4 separate regions of the Sus scrofa genome follow, and regions 1, 2 and 3 are each linked to region 4. Evidence: chromatin contacts called from public Hi-C and HiChIP or PLAC-seq data. All regions are on one chromosome and are shown on one strand. The core of a region is the stretch at or near the end of the contact, and the rest is flanking DNA. Distances in the headings are between cores, read along the strand shown. Region 1 holds the start of SCAMP2 (secretory carrier membrane protein 2). Region 2 holds the start of UBL7 (ubiquitin-like 7 (bone marrow stromal cell-derived)). Region 3 has its middle 39 kb from the start of CYP11A1. Region 4 holds the start of CLK3 (dual specificity protein kinase CLK3).

Region 1 (2,781 bases), core at 13-2,512, 240 kb before region 4:
ACAAATAAAAAATCATCTATACAAGCGTGTACTTACAATGTGCAAGGTATTATAAAGGAAAAGCACAGGGTAATATAAGAGTTTATATTGGGGGTGGGGCTGATCTAATCTCTGGTGAAGAGAGACTACTCCTGAGGAAGGGACATATAAGCTTGGATTTGATGGATAAGTAGGAGTTAACTGGGGTATGATGAGAGCATGGGCTAAGAGCATACCAGAAAAAGGAAAAGTCCAGTGCAAAGGCCCTGAGGCAGGAGGAACAAGGGAAGTCTGAAGCACTGAAAAGCTACTAGGAGAGTTGGGATGCACATGGCTATGTTGTGGTGGTAGGGTAGGCACAAGAAGGAATGAGAAGAGTTGATAGGTGGAGGCAGATCTTGTTAAGACCTGGAGGCCAAACTAGAATTTGGGCCTCTATGGAAAATAATTGAAGAGTTTTAAACAGAAAGTTCCCTACTAATTTTGCCTCCTTCGAATGGATCTCTGGTTACAACACGAACAATAGACAAATTAGCAGCCCTGTACTCATCCAGAGTAAAGGATGATTGGCTGGATTCAGTGGCAGCAGAACTGTAAAAAGGCAGGAATAAATAAGGTGAGTTTGTGGGGGGCGAATCAGCCATCTCTCCCATGGCTGATGGTTCTATTGCTGAACTCCCACTTGCTTGGATAAATGCTTGATCCCCAGGTTAATCCCTGCTCAGGCCTTAAACCTGACCGGGCTGAGGGATCCTCATCCCTGAAACGATAAGATAAAACTTGACATTAGGGGTCAAGGCCTGAAAGAGTCAGGGCTCAGCTAGTGTCGGGAACAGCAGCACTGCCGGTTCTTAAAAGAACCTCTCTGCTCGGCTGCTACCACTAGAACACTTTCCTAGCCTGGCGAAATTCTCTGGGTCAGGAATTCTATTCCCTACTCTCGCCATAGGCTTAGACTTCTGTTTCCGGACCTAACCTGTGCATGCTTCCTAAACTTGCCCTCCAAGGAAGTTAAGGGGTTAAGTTTCCAGGCCCACTTTGGGAAGTTTACTTGAGTTTACTTTGGGGAGTTCTCAATGCTGAAAGCTAACTGACCGAGAAGCAATTGGGAACGCTCCAGCCCCGCCTCTCTCAAGTCCCTTGTGGTCTCCCAGACCCTAAACGCACCAGCACAGGGAAGCAGCTGATGGAAGCGGAACGCCCACGAGCTGCTCCATACTGGGTTGGGCAGGAGGGCGGAGCGGATTTCTGTTACGTCACACCACCACGCCCCTCTGGGAGGATGCTGCGCCTGCGCCAGAACGGCTGCCTCGCTCCCGGAAGTGGAGGGTCTGCAAGAAGAGCACCGCTGGGTCTGGGTGCCAAGAGGCAGAAACGCTCGCGGAGCTAGCCCGTTGGACCCCGATCGCCATGTCGGCCTTCGACACCAACCCCTTCGCGGACCCAGTGGACGTAAACCCTTTCCAGGTAGAGTCCTAATCTTACAGCGCTCTCTAGTGCCAAAGGCCGCACCGCCCTGGCCTCTTTCGCCAGGGTCGGGAGACGTGGCATAGGAGGGACGGGCTATCTGCCCAATGGGAGAGCAGGCTCTGAGGGCTGGCTTATCATAGCTCCTGGGGGGCGGGACTATCAGCAGGTGGAATAGCAGAGGAGGCGGGGCGCTGTACTTTGGAAAGAGGTGGGACCATGTAGCTCCCCAGACGTAGCCCCTCTAACTGGACACTGCTGAGGAAGGACATGATCAAGGAGATCCTCAGCTTCAGAGAGAGAAGCGATTTCACCTGAGGGGGTAGTGTGGCTACATCCCACAGTCTTGGGGAGACACCAGCCTTGAGTCACTTTAGATGGCAGCAACCTAATGAGGTGGTGGAACCCTATAATTGGGGTGAAAGTGGAGAAAATCCCAAGACCACCCCTCCACAACACAGACACAGCCAACTACTGTATAAGGTGTAGGAGAGCCGCTGAGGTTTATCAGGAAAGGAAGTCTGGTAACCCAAACTGAAATACGGCCTTGATAACAATTCCACACCTCCGCTGTGGGTCTGTTTTTGACTGGATTTTGGCTAGATGGGAGAGCCCGGGTTAGAGAGGGAGGAGAAGTGCGGAGCCTCTGGTGATCTTGAAGCACAAGGAATGTTGGTCTCATGGATCTATGTGTGATGGCGAGGTAGTTGAGATGCCCTGACCTATGAGCTGCCTTGACCCTTTGAACAAATAATCAAGGAGAAAACAAACTTCCTACTCAAAGTAAAAACCATTCTGCCTTTGAGCTAAGAGCACAGGGGTATTCTTACTCATGATGAAGGGTTGGGATTCCAGTTAGCTCCAAAGCTCCCGTGCCTCTCGTTTCATGTCTGTCCAAAACCAGTTCTCGGGAAGCTTGCTTGTGCTGACGGGTGATTTATGAGCCCTGAGCTTTCTGCTTTGTCAGGATGTCACCAGGCAGATGAACTCATCCTGCTTGTACTTTTTTTGGTCACTGGCAACTTCCAAGTTTCCTGCAGGTGTAGGGGGAGTCCTTGGAGGGGTCCTTGCTGCACCTCACAGCATGAGCTTTCCCACCTTGAATCCACCTTCAAGGGTCAGAACAAACACAAAGGAGACTAGAATGAATGTCAGATAATGGACATTTTGTGCCTCTTTCTTGGTCTCAAGGTGACTTAGCCAATGGAAGCCCTCAAGGCAAGTTTTGGTAGCTTGTTCTTTGTAACATCAGGGAATTCCTAACATTCCTCTTATAACTTAACGCTTCTTGACAGAACTGTTTGAAGGACTTTATCTCTTATGTAATGCAGTCAT
Region 2 (2,700 bases), core at 160-2,659, 160 kb after region 4:
TAAGAGCTCTCCTGTGGCATAGTGGTTTGAGGATTTGGCTTTCTCACTGCAGTGACTTGGGTTGCCTGTGTGGCACAGGTTGCATCCCTGGCCCAGGAACTTCCATATGCCCTGGGCACAGTCAAAAAAAAAAAAAAAGAAAGAAAAAGAAATTAAAAAAAAAAGGAGTTCCCATGTGGCTCAGTGGGTTAAGAACCCTACAGTTGTCTCTGTGAGGATATTCGGGTTCAAGCCCTGGCCTCTCTCAGTGGGTTAAGGATCTGGTGTTGCCACAAGTTGCAGTGTAGCTTGCCAATGTGGCTCGGATCTGGCGTGGCTGTGGCGGGGGCTAGGCCACAGGTGCAGCTCCATTTCGACCCCTGGGCTGGGGAACTTGCATATACTGCAGGTGTGGCCATTGAAAAAAAGAAGAAAAGTGGCTCCCTTAATTGATTGGCGAGGCCTAACACCTGCGCAAATACAATCCACTCTAACCATGCATCTAAAATACAGTTGGTGCGGCCTTAAAAAGAAAACAACAACAACAACAATAAAATCAGTTGGCCCCTCAGTATCCGAGGGACAGGGCATTCGGGAATAGGCAGGGCAGACTATATGCCATTTTGCATAAAGTGAGTATCCGCGGATTTGGTATCCGCGGGGGGAGGAGGAGGTGCAGGAAGCAATGCCCCGCGAATACCTAGGGACGACTGTATGCATTTTCTATGAGAATTCAGTGAAAATTCCCCTCCCCGAATTGATTCCATTAATGACCTGGATAAATCCCACCATCGCATACTGGGGCGGACCAGGAACCCGGTTTGCTAACTCCTAAGAACTGACTTTTCGAGGAAGTCATCATTGGGTTCCTGGTAAGCCCCCACAGGGAGGTTTAGTCGGGAGAATCCAGAGGCGAGGGTCACAAAAGAGGCTGACTTCACCGAGGGCAAGTCGTTTTCTGTGAGGGCTGCAAAGAACCGCTGAGGAGTGTCTGAAGAAGCTGCTCGGGAAAGGGCCCTCCCAGAGGGAAAGGTTGGAGCATTTGGGGTCCGCAATCAGGCCGAGAGCCCGGCAGCGGGCGTTCCCACCTGTGACGCTGTAAGGACCTGGCGTAACCTACGGACTCTGCATGCGTCCCAGGACAGTGCGGGAATCACCGGGCAGTACACCTCACACCAAGCCTTGCTCTTACGACCCAAGAGACCCACACCCTAGAACACTAACAATTTCAGTACCCTCTGAGGCGAAAGCACCCAGAGACCCTCGCGCCGTAACTTTCAAATGGTCGCGAAGTCACACCCTCCCCGGAACCGGAAACTTTGCAACTAGCGCCTCTCGCCGGCAAGCTGCTTATAAAGGAGCAGGAGCCGCAGTAGGAACTGCAACTCCCAGAATGCAGCGCGGAGCTTCCGGTTTCCGGCGAGAGGACCTGAGTGAGTGTTTACACGGCGGCCCTGCGGCCGGGTTCCTTCCGCGGGACGGGTGAGGGCGCTGGGTCCCGGGCCGCGCGGGCTCAATGCGTATTGACTAGTTCGCAGGTCCCATGGGAATGGTGGGGTCGTCACCCAGGAGATAGTATTCCTGTCCCAGTATTAACTGTCAGTGACCTTGGGCCACTGATTTCACTTTTTTGAGCCTCAGTTCCTTTGTAGTACGTAGATGATAATGCCTGCCTCGGGGTCCATTTGAGAGGATTAAATGAGATAGGGTATATTAAAAGACCTATTTCCTTCCTGTTTAAAGGCAAAGATGGAAGGTTTTGAGGGTGCCCTGGGGTCTGCTGGACGGCCTCGAAGCCTTTCTTTCCTCTTCCAAAGAAGCCACTTTGGAAGCAATATTGATTATAACAGTGGCCTGGCTTGCCTTACAAGATTCTTTCTCATAGTTTCAGATTCATTTTCTAGGCACCCATATGTACTGGGCATTGGGACAACAAGGACAAAAAATTCTAGTCTTTGCTGTCAAGGGCCTCTACGAATGGGATGCGGGGAGATTGAGATGTAAACAGATGTTTGTAATCCTTTGCCATGAGAGAATGTGAGAACAACAGAGGGGAGGGAGGGAGGACAGAGAGGTTGTGTTTGGGTTGGTCTTGGTAGGAGTTTGCTTAGAGACTGAAGAGGGAAGAGGAATTACATGTAGAGGAGTTAGCAGATGAGCAGAGGTATAAAGTGAGGAGAACTTTGTTGTGAATCCAGGCTTCCTGAGGATAGACCTAAGTGTTGGGGAGGGTGGGGCAGCCCAGAGCTCTTGGGGAAGGCGGTTGTCAGAGAGAAAAGGTGTGAATGGTTTTGAAAATCAGGCTGTGGCATTTAGACTTATTCATAGAGGTGGTTTGGATTCATTGGAGGGGTTCTAAGCAGAGGAATGACTTGATCGGATCTGGTTTTAAAACAAGTTGGCTGGCAGCATGGATATTTGATAGGGAGAGGCAAGAGGCTGTTGTAGCAGTTAAAGCAAGAGATAATGAAGAGTGTACATAGGGGAGAGGGTTGGATGATCTCATTTGAATCTCACAACATTCCTGTTAGCTGGGATGGCATTTTTATATCTACTTGAAAGCCAAAGAAACTGAGGCCTAGAGAGCTGAAGTTCCTTGCTCTCTGTCATAGGATGAGAGAGGACCCCAGATTCTAGTTCTAGCTTCCTGATGCTGCTTCCTAGGCTTTTTCAACAGTGTCACACTGAGTTATCTCTCATTTAGCCCCTTGGTGGGGTGGG
Region 3 (2,700 bases), core at 143-2,642, 230 kb after region 4:
GAGTCAAGTGAAGGACTCCGACCCTTGAAGAGGCAGGAGCAGAGGGAAGAGTCAACATCTTTTGCAGAAAATATGATTGTTTCCACTGTGCTAAGGAGACCATAAATGAAACCCCATGAAAGTAGGGGTGCCTTTTGAAAGAATTTCCCAAATGTGGGGGTGCAGGCCCCCCTCCCGGTCTGATTCTTCCCCCAGGCCTGAAGCTAGAGATCCTCAGAGGGCCTCCCAACAGAAGGGCCTCCAGATGGGGCAACCCTATAGTCACAGGGCGAGAGGGGCCCTAACAAAGACAGGGAGGCAGGGAAGCCTTGTGACATCTGGGAGGCAGAAGAGAAGGGACTGGCAGGGAGGGAGGCTGAGGCCTGCCGGTGGAGACCAGCCCACCAGGAGGGATCATCTGGGCCCTGCTCACTCAGCAGGCTTCAGATGCCGAACCGAGCCGTCTTTGAGGAGCGTGACCTGACCAGAGATGCCCCCTGGCCCTGTGTCACCTGATGCACCCAGCCTGGGAGGGCCTCCAGGTCCTTACCACCCTCCCCAGTGCCTGGGTGAAAGGTCCCAGGAGGGAGTGGTGGTACAGATGAGGATTCAGGGGAGGTGCTCCACAGCTTTGTCACCTCTTCCTTTTCTTTCCTTCCTTTTCTTTCTTTCTTCCTTTCTTTCTTTCTTTCTTCCTTTCTTTCTTTCTTTCTTTCTTTCTTTCTTTCTTTCTTTCTTTCTTTCTTTCTTTCTTTCTTTCTTTCTTTCTTTCTTTTCTTCCTTCTTTCTTTCCATGCTTTTAGGGCCACACCTGCAGCATACGGAGGTTCCCAAGCTAGGGGTCGAATAGGAGCTGTAGCCACCAGCCTACGCTACAGCCACAACAACTCGGGTTCCAAGCTGCATCTGTGATCTTCACCACAGCTCATGGCAACGCCAGATCCTTAACCCACTGAGCGAGGCCAGGAATCAAACCCACATCCTCATGGATCCTAGTCAGATTCATAACTGCTGAGCCACGACAGGAACTCCCACCTCTTCCCTTTCTGGGTACACCTGGACCCCACCCACTGAAACTTTAGAGCTAGACGCTTGCCTAGGGCAAATCTTCCCCCTCCGGTCTAAGGTTTCTTAGGAATCTACCTACTTCCTCTTTTCTGAAAATCGGAACTACCTTTGTAACCTCAGGGAAAAGGAACTAACCCTTTTGACGGCCCTCCTCCCTAGACATGCATGTGTGCACGCACACACACACACACACACACTCCAGAGCCGGTTCTCACATACCTGTGTGACCCGCAGGAAGACCTCACAGCAAGGACGCTGTGCTCCCCAATCCTCCAGTGGGGAAGCTGAGGCCGTGGGAGACGCAGTGACTCAACCCAGGCTGCATTACGCAGTGAGTGGAGTGGCCTGGCCATGGGGTCATCTGCCCCATGTTATCTGCCTGTGGCCTTGTCTCTGGACAAGTTCCTAATCTCCCCTTCTATCTTGGGTGCTGGTTTCCCGGATGTCTCTGTTTCCTGTGGCTCTCAGGACATACCAGAGGGTTTCTTCCCCTCGGGGGAAAGTGCTCAGGGCCTGAAAAAGTCTCCGAAGGAGGACTTGGCACATGGCCTGCTTCATGGACACCGTTTGGTTTTGGGGGCACCGCACTGTGGACTCAGGATTGGCCCCTGAAGGAGCTGGTGGCAAGAGCTTGGGGTCCGAATGTGGCTCCCCAGTGGTGACCCCCAGCGGTCTGCTCTAGGCTGTGTCCCCAGTACCACACAAGCACCCCAGCCAGAAATGCCCCACACATCTCTGTCTGCTTAAGCACAAAGAGTGCAGACCTTGGACTCAGAGATGAGGCTTTGAGGCCATCTGTGTGACCTTGGGCAAGGCCTGTGAGCTCTCTAAACCCTGTTTCCTCATCTGCAAAATGGGGATGCTAACAATGACCCCGTCCCCAGAGGACTGCCGAGGTTGAGGGGAGAAGGGTCTAGAGCCTGGCCCGCAGCAGGTGCTTAGTAAGAACTGTTTCCTTTTCCCCCAGGCTCCCAGCTTCCTGGGATGACAACCCCACTGTCAGCAGCTAGGTGTCAGAAAACAGGAGTGGCTTTAGGTCTTGGTCCTGCTCCAGGAAGCTGACGGTTCACCCTGGGGCTTTAGAGTTCATGTCCCTTTCAGGGCCTTCTACAGGAAGGAGGCCATAAACTTCCGATCATGAATGAGGAAGCCCTGTCTGAAATGCCTCTGACAGGCCCACCCCTGACATCTGTTGGGCTCAGGGCAGAAGTAAAAAACTGAGGCCCACATAACACATGTCTACACATTTAAGTTATAATCAAGCAAACAGAATGCTCCACAGAATATGCTCTAGCCTCCCACACTGACAAATATACCTTTATGACCACCTGGAAGGCCAGGTTGTGTTTAGAATTCTTGGACAAGTGGGAGTTCCCATCATGGCTCAGTGGTTAACAAATCCGACTAGGAACCATGAGGTTGTAGGTTCGATCCCTGGCCTCGCCCGGTGGGTTAAGGATCCGGCGTTGCCGTGAGCTGTGATGTAGGTTGCAGACGCGGCTCTGCTCCTGCGTTGCTGTGGCTCTGGCGTAGGCCAGCAGCCGCTCCGATTAGACCCCTAGCCTGGGAATCTCTATATGCCATGGGAGCGGCCGCAGAAAATGCAAAAAGACAAAAAAAAAAAAAAAAAAAAAAGGAATTCTTGGACTCCTG
Region 4 (2,700 bases), core at 41-2,540:
ATAATGGTAACACCAGATGCCCCTCATAATCCTCCCAGCTAGGGTTCTAGGGCCCATTTCTCCTCAATTATCTCTGATTCTCTGAGACCCCAGCAAACAGGTTGTAAAAGAAAAACAAGGGCCACAATTACGTTCCAGAAGGCTCTGCTTGGCACAATTAAGAAAAAGGTAATGTGAAAGAAACCAGGGCGAGGATGCCAGCTTTTCTCTGAGCACAGGCCTAGCTGTCTTCTCATTTGCTGTTCCTGGCCAGAGAACTGGGTTGACAAGAGCAGCCAGCCAAGTCAGCGGCAGCCCTGCCGGATCCCAGCCACCCCAGCGCCCCATGGTTATTTTTGGCTGACGCTGCCCCAACACTGCAACCTCAAACCTGCCACCTTGCAAGCCGCCACCACCGGGAGAAACGCTCCTCCTTTTCAAGGGCATGGAGGAGGGAAGCTGGAAGGCCGCCAACTCCGCCTCAACGGGGCCCTGGCTCAGGCGATTCCCACCCCAGCTCCACACCAGGACACCCGCACCCGGAACTAAAGCACAGAGACTCCTGGACCATGCAGCAGCCCGGGCATTTGTACTGTCAGCTTGGCTCGGCCCCTCCTCCGGGCTGGAGCGGCTCCATCATCACAACAAAACAATCAGGGGGCCCGCAGCCCTCGCTCGCGTCCTTCCTGACGCCGCGGGTCCCAGAGATCTGAGGCGGGTTCCTGGTAACCGCCGCCAATGGAGGCGAGGGGAGACCTGGGGTGGGGGAGGCGGGCAGGAGGAAAGCCAGCTTGGGCCGGAATCAGACTCCAAGCCGCGCGGAGAGGAGGAGTCTGCCGACCCAGCCTCGAGCCAGGGTTAGGGGAGGGGTCTGAAAGCCCCTCCAGGCTGTCGCAGGTAGGACCCTGACCCCATTCCGCGGGCAGGTATAGGGCCGAAGGTGGATCCCTGCAGGGCCCTCAGGGGCCTCTCACAGGTTCGGACTCGGACGCACAGGATCGAGAGACTGGGGTCTGCTGTGACCGCCCTCTGGGGGAGAAGCGGCAGGTCAGGGGTGAGAGGTCGGGGCCGCGGCCTGAGATGGGCCAAGAGAACGAAAGAGAGCAGACCAAGCCCGAACTAGAAGCCCGGGGACCCACACCCAGCGTACCCGCCCCTCTGACTCAACCCCCCGCTCCTCGTCGCGGGCCAGGGCCCCACACTCACCGTCTCCCAGGCTCCGGCTGAGGCTAGGCCCCACTCCCCGCTCCGAGCGCCTCTTCCGCTTCCGGCTCCGGCCTCCGCCCGTGGCGGGCCCGCCCCTCCCGTGACGCAGCCGTCGGTCGACTGAGCTCGGCGACTTGGCCCCTCTAGCCGTGAACTCGAAGACTCTGGAGGACCCGCCCTGTCCACCTGGGTCGCTGCGGCGGCGGTGGAACCTGGTTCCTGGAGGGCCGAGGGGATGTCCCCAGCCGCGGCCCGCCCCCTGCCGTGTCACGAGGCACGTAGGCCTCAAAGATGCGGCGGGGGGCACCGGTGGACAGGCGCTGAGAGCCGAAAGGTGGAGCCCCGACCCCGCCCAAGCCCGCTTGGCCTTTCCTTTCCTGAGCGCCGGGAGGAGGGCATTGTTTCGCTGTCGCCTCAAGTGAAAACTGGGTAGGCCTTGAGCGCCAGCCCGGCCTCGAGGCCCTGGAGGGCGCTAAAGCCCACGGAGGATCGGGAAGGAGGTTCCCGACTCCCGCTGATGTGAAAGAAGCAAATGAGACCTTATTCATGTGTGGAGGAGCTTTTTAAAGTCATGGCGGCGCGTCCAAGCCCGGTGTATGTGCACTGCAGTTTCTGGGAAGATACTGGAGAGTCACGTCGGCGGGGCCTTTGAAGGGAAAGGGACGGGTTCTGGGGTAAAAGGGGGTCTCGTTTTCCTTGAGCATTCTTGGGCACGGCAGTGAGCAGACCAGAGTTGTTTCTTAGTTCATAACCACCCGCGTCCCACCCCCGCCGAAGAAAAGCCCCGCGGCCCCCCTCACTCCTATTTCTCCCCTGGAGTCACCTGGTGACCTCTCTGCCCCCGCCGCCGGCGCGGGCTCACCGAAGCCCCGGCCACCTACTGCCCCGCTCTTGGTCATAGGGAGATAAGGAGGTCATCTTTTCCAGATGAGAAAACCGAGGTCAGGTCCTTTGGGAGACCTCGCGGTTTATGAGCGTGCACTCCCTGGCCCCCCCCCCCCCCCGGCTCTCGCTGGCGTCGGTCAAAGAGGGCGGGAGCGGCCTCTAATTGCCCCCTAGCCACGCCAGGGCCCAAGAAGGAGGGACACAGCATCCTTCCGGGCCCCGCCCCTCCCGGGGACTGAACTGCGAAGGCTGCAGCATTTCCCCAGCACCGCGTGGGCCTGCTTGTCACCACCCCTTTCCCCAGCCCCGGCCCCGCCTCCGCCCTCGCCGCAGCGAGGGCTGGTCACGCCCCTGACATCCGGCTAGTCTCCCAGCCACTGAGGCGGATTCCAAAAGGAAACGACCCCTCCGGAGTTGCGAGGCCTCTACAGTCTCTAACCTCTAGTTCCCCCTTAAACTGGGGTCTGACGGCATGGCTTGAGCAGGTGCTTAGTACAAATCTCCGTTAGTTCCACCACTCCCACTGCAAGTAAACAACCAAAGCCAAGTTCAAACGGGTTGCTTACTACACTAATGCAGCCTCAAGACCGACTCCCGGTCCCGGTCCAACCAAATGCACCCATTCCCCCC

Evidence for each region. A called contact is a pair of places that touch in the nucleus more often than the background predicts. HiChIP or PLAC-seq counts read pairs in DNA pulled down with a chosen protein or histone mark.
Region 1: an H3K27ac HiChIP or PLAC-seq map of alveolar macrophages shows a contact between it and region 4. The contact joins the promoter of SCAMP2 here to the promoter of CLK3 in region 4. A contact is called at or near these places in 2 of 5 promoter capture datasets (fetal liver and liver) and 2 of 2 datasets of contacts at active chromatin or transcription factors (alveolar macrophages and skeletal muscle).
Region 2: a Hi-C map of embryonic fibroblasts shows a contact between it and region 4, with 4 times the contacts expected there. The contact joins the promoter of UBL7 here to the promoter of CLK3 in region 4. A contact is called at or near these places in 3 of 5 promoter capture datasets (fetal liver, fetal skeletal muscle and liver), 5 of 47 Hi-C or Micro-C datasets (alveolar macrophages, brain and embryonic fibroblasts) and 2 of 2 datasets of contacts at active chromatin or transcription factors (alveolar macrophages and skeletal muscle).
Region 3: a contact with region 4 is called in an H3K27ac HiChIP or PLAC-seq map of alveolar macrophages. The contact joins the enhancer-like site here to the promoter of CLK3 in region 4. A contact is called at or near these places in 11 of 47 Hi-C or Micro-C datasets (alveolar macrophages, brain, embryonic fibroblasts and 6 more) and 2 of 2 datasets of contacts at active chromatin or transcription factors (alveolar macrophages and skeletal muscle).

Annotation. Positions count from the first base shown.
Region 1 is chr7:58,671,376-58,674,156 of Sscrofa11.1, forward strand. It overlaps SCAMP2 (secretory carrier membrane protein 2), which reads left to right and starts at 1,263. Exons shown (of 9, transcript NM_001243492.1): 1 at 1,263-1,446. The coding sequence starts at 1,390.
Region 2 is chr7:59,069,345-59,072,044 of Sscrofa11.1, forward strand. It overlaps UBL7 (ubiquitin-like 7 (bone marrow stromal cell-derived)), which reads left to right and starts at 1,410. Exons shown (of 11, transcript NM_001243682.1): 1 at 1,410-1,461. It overlaps LOC100525054, which reads right to left and starts at 1,254. Exons shown (of 9, transcript XR_002345827.1): 1 at 1,068-1,254.
Region 3 is chr7:59,135,124-59,137,823 of Sscrofa11.1, forward strand. No RefSeq gene overlaps it. Among named protein-coding and RNA genes, the nearest start is that of CYP11A1, 39 kb to the right of the region's middle. Within about 2 kb of position 1,393, at least 13 of the 83 cell types and tissues checked have an H3K27ac peak or open chromatin away from gene starts, as enhancers often do. A contact at or near this core is called in alveolar macrophages and retroperitoneal adipose tissue, where this site is marked.
Region 4 is chr7:58,908,326-58,911,025 of Sscrofa11.1, forward strand. It overlaps CLK3 (dual specificity protein kinase CLK3), which reads right to left and starts at 1,291. Exons shown (of 13, transcript XM_001927924.7): 1 at 1,186-1,291.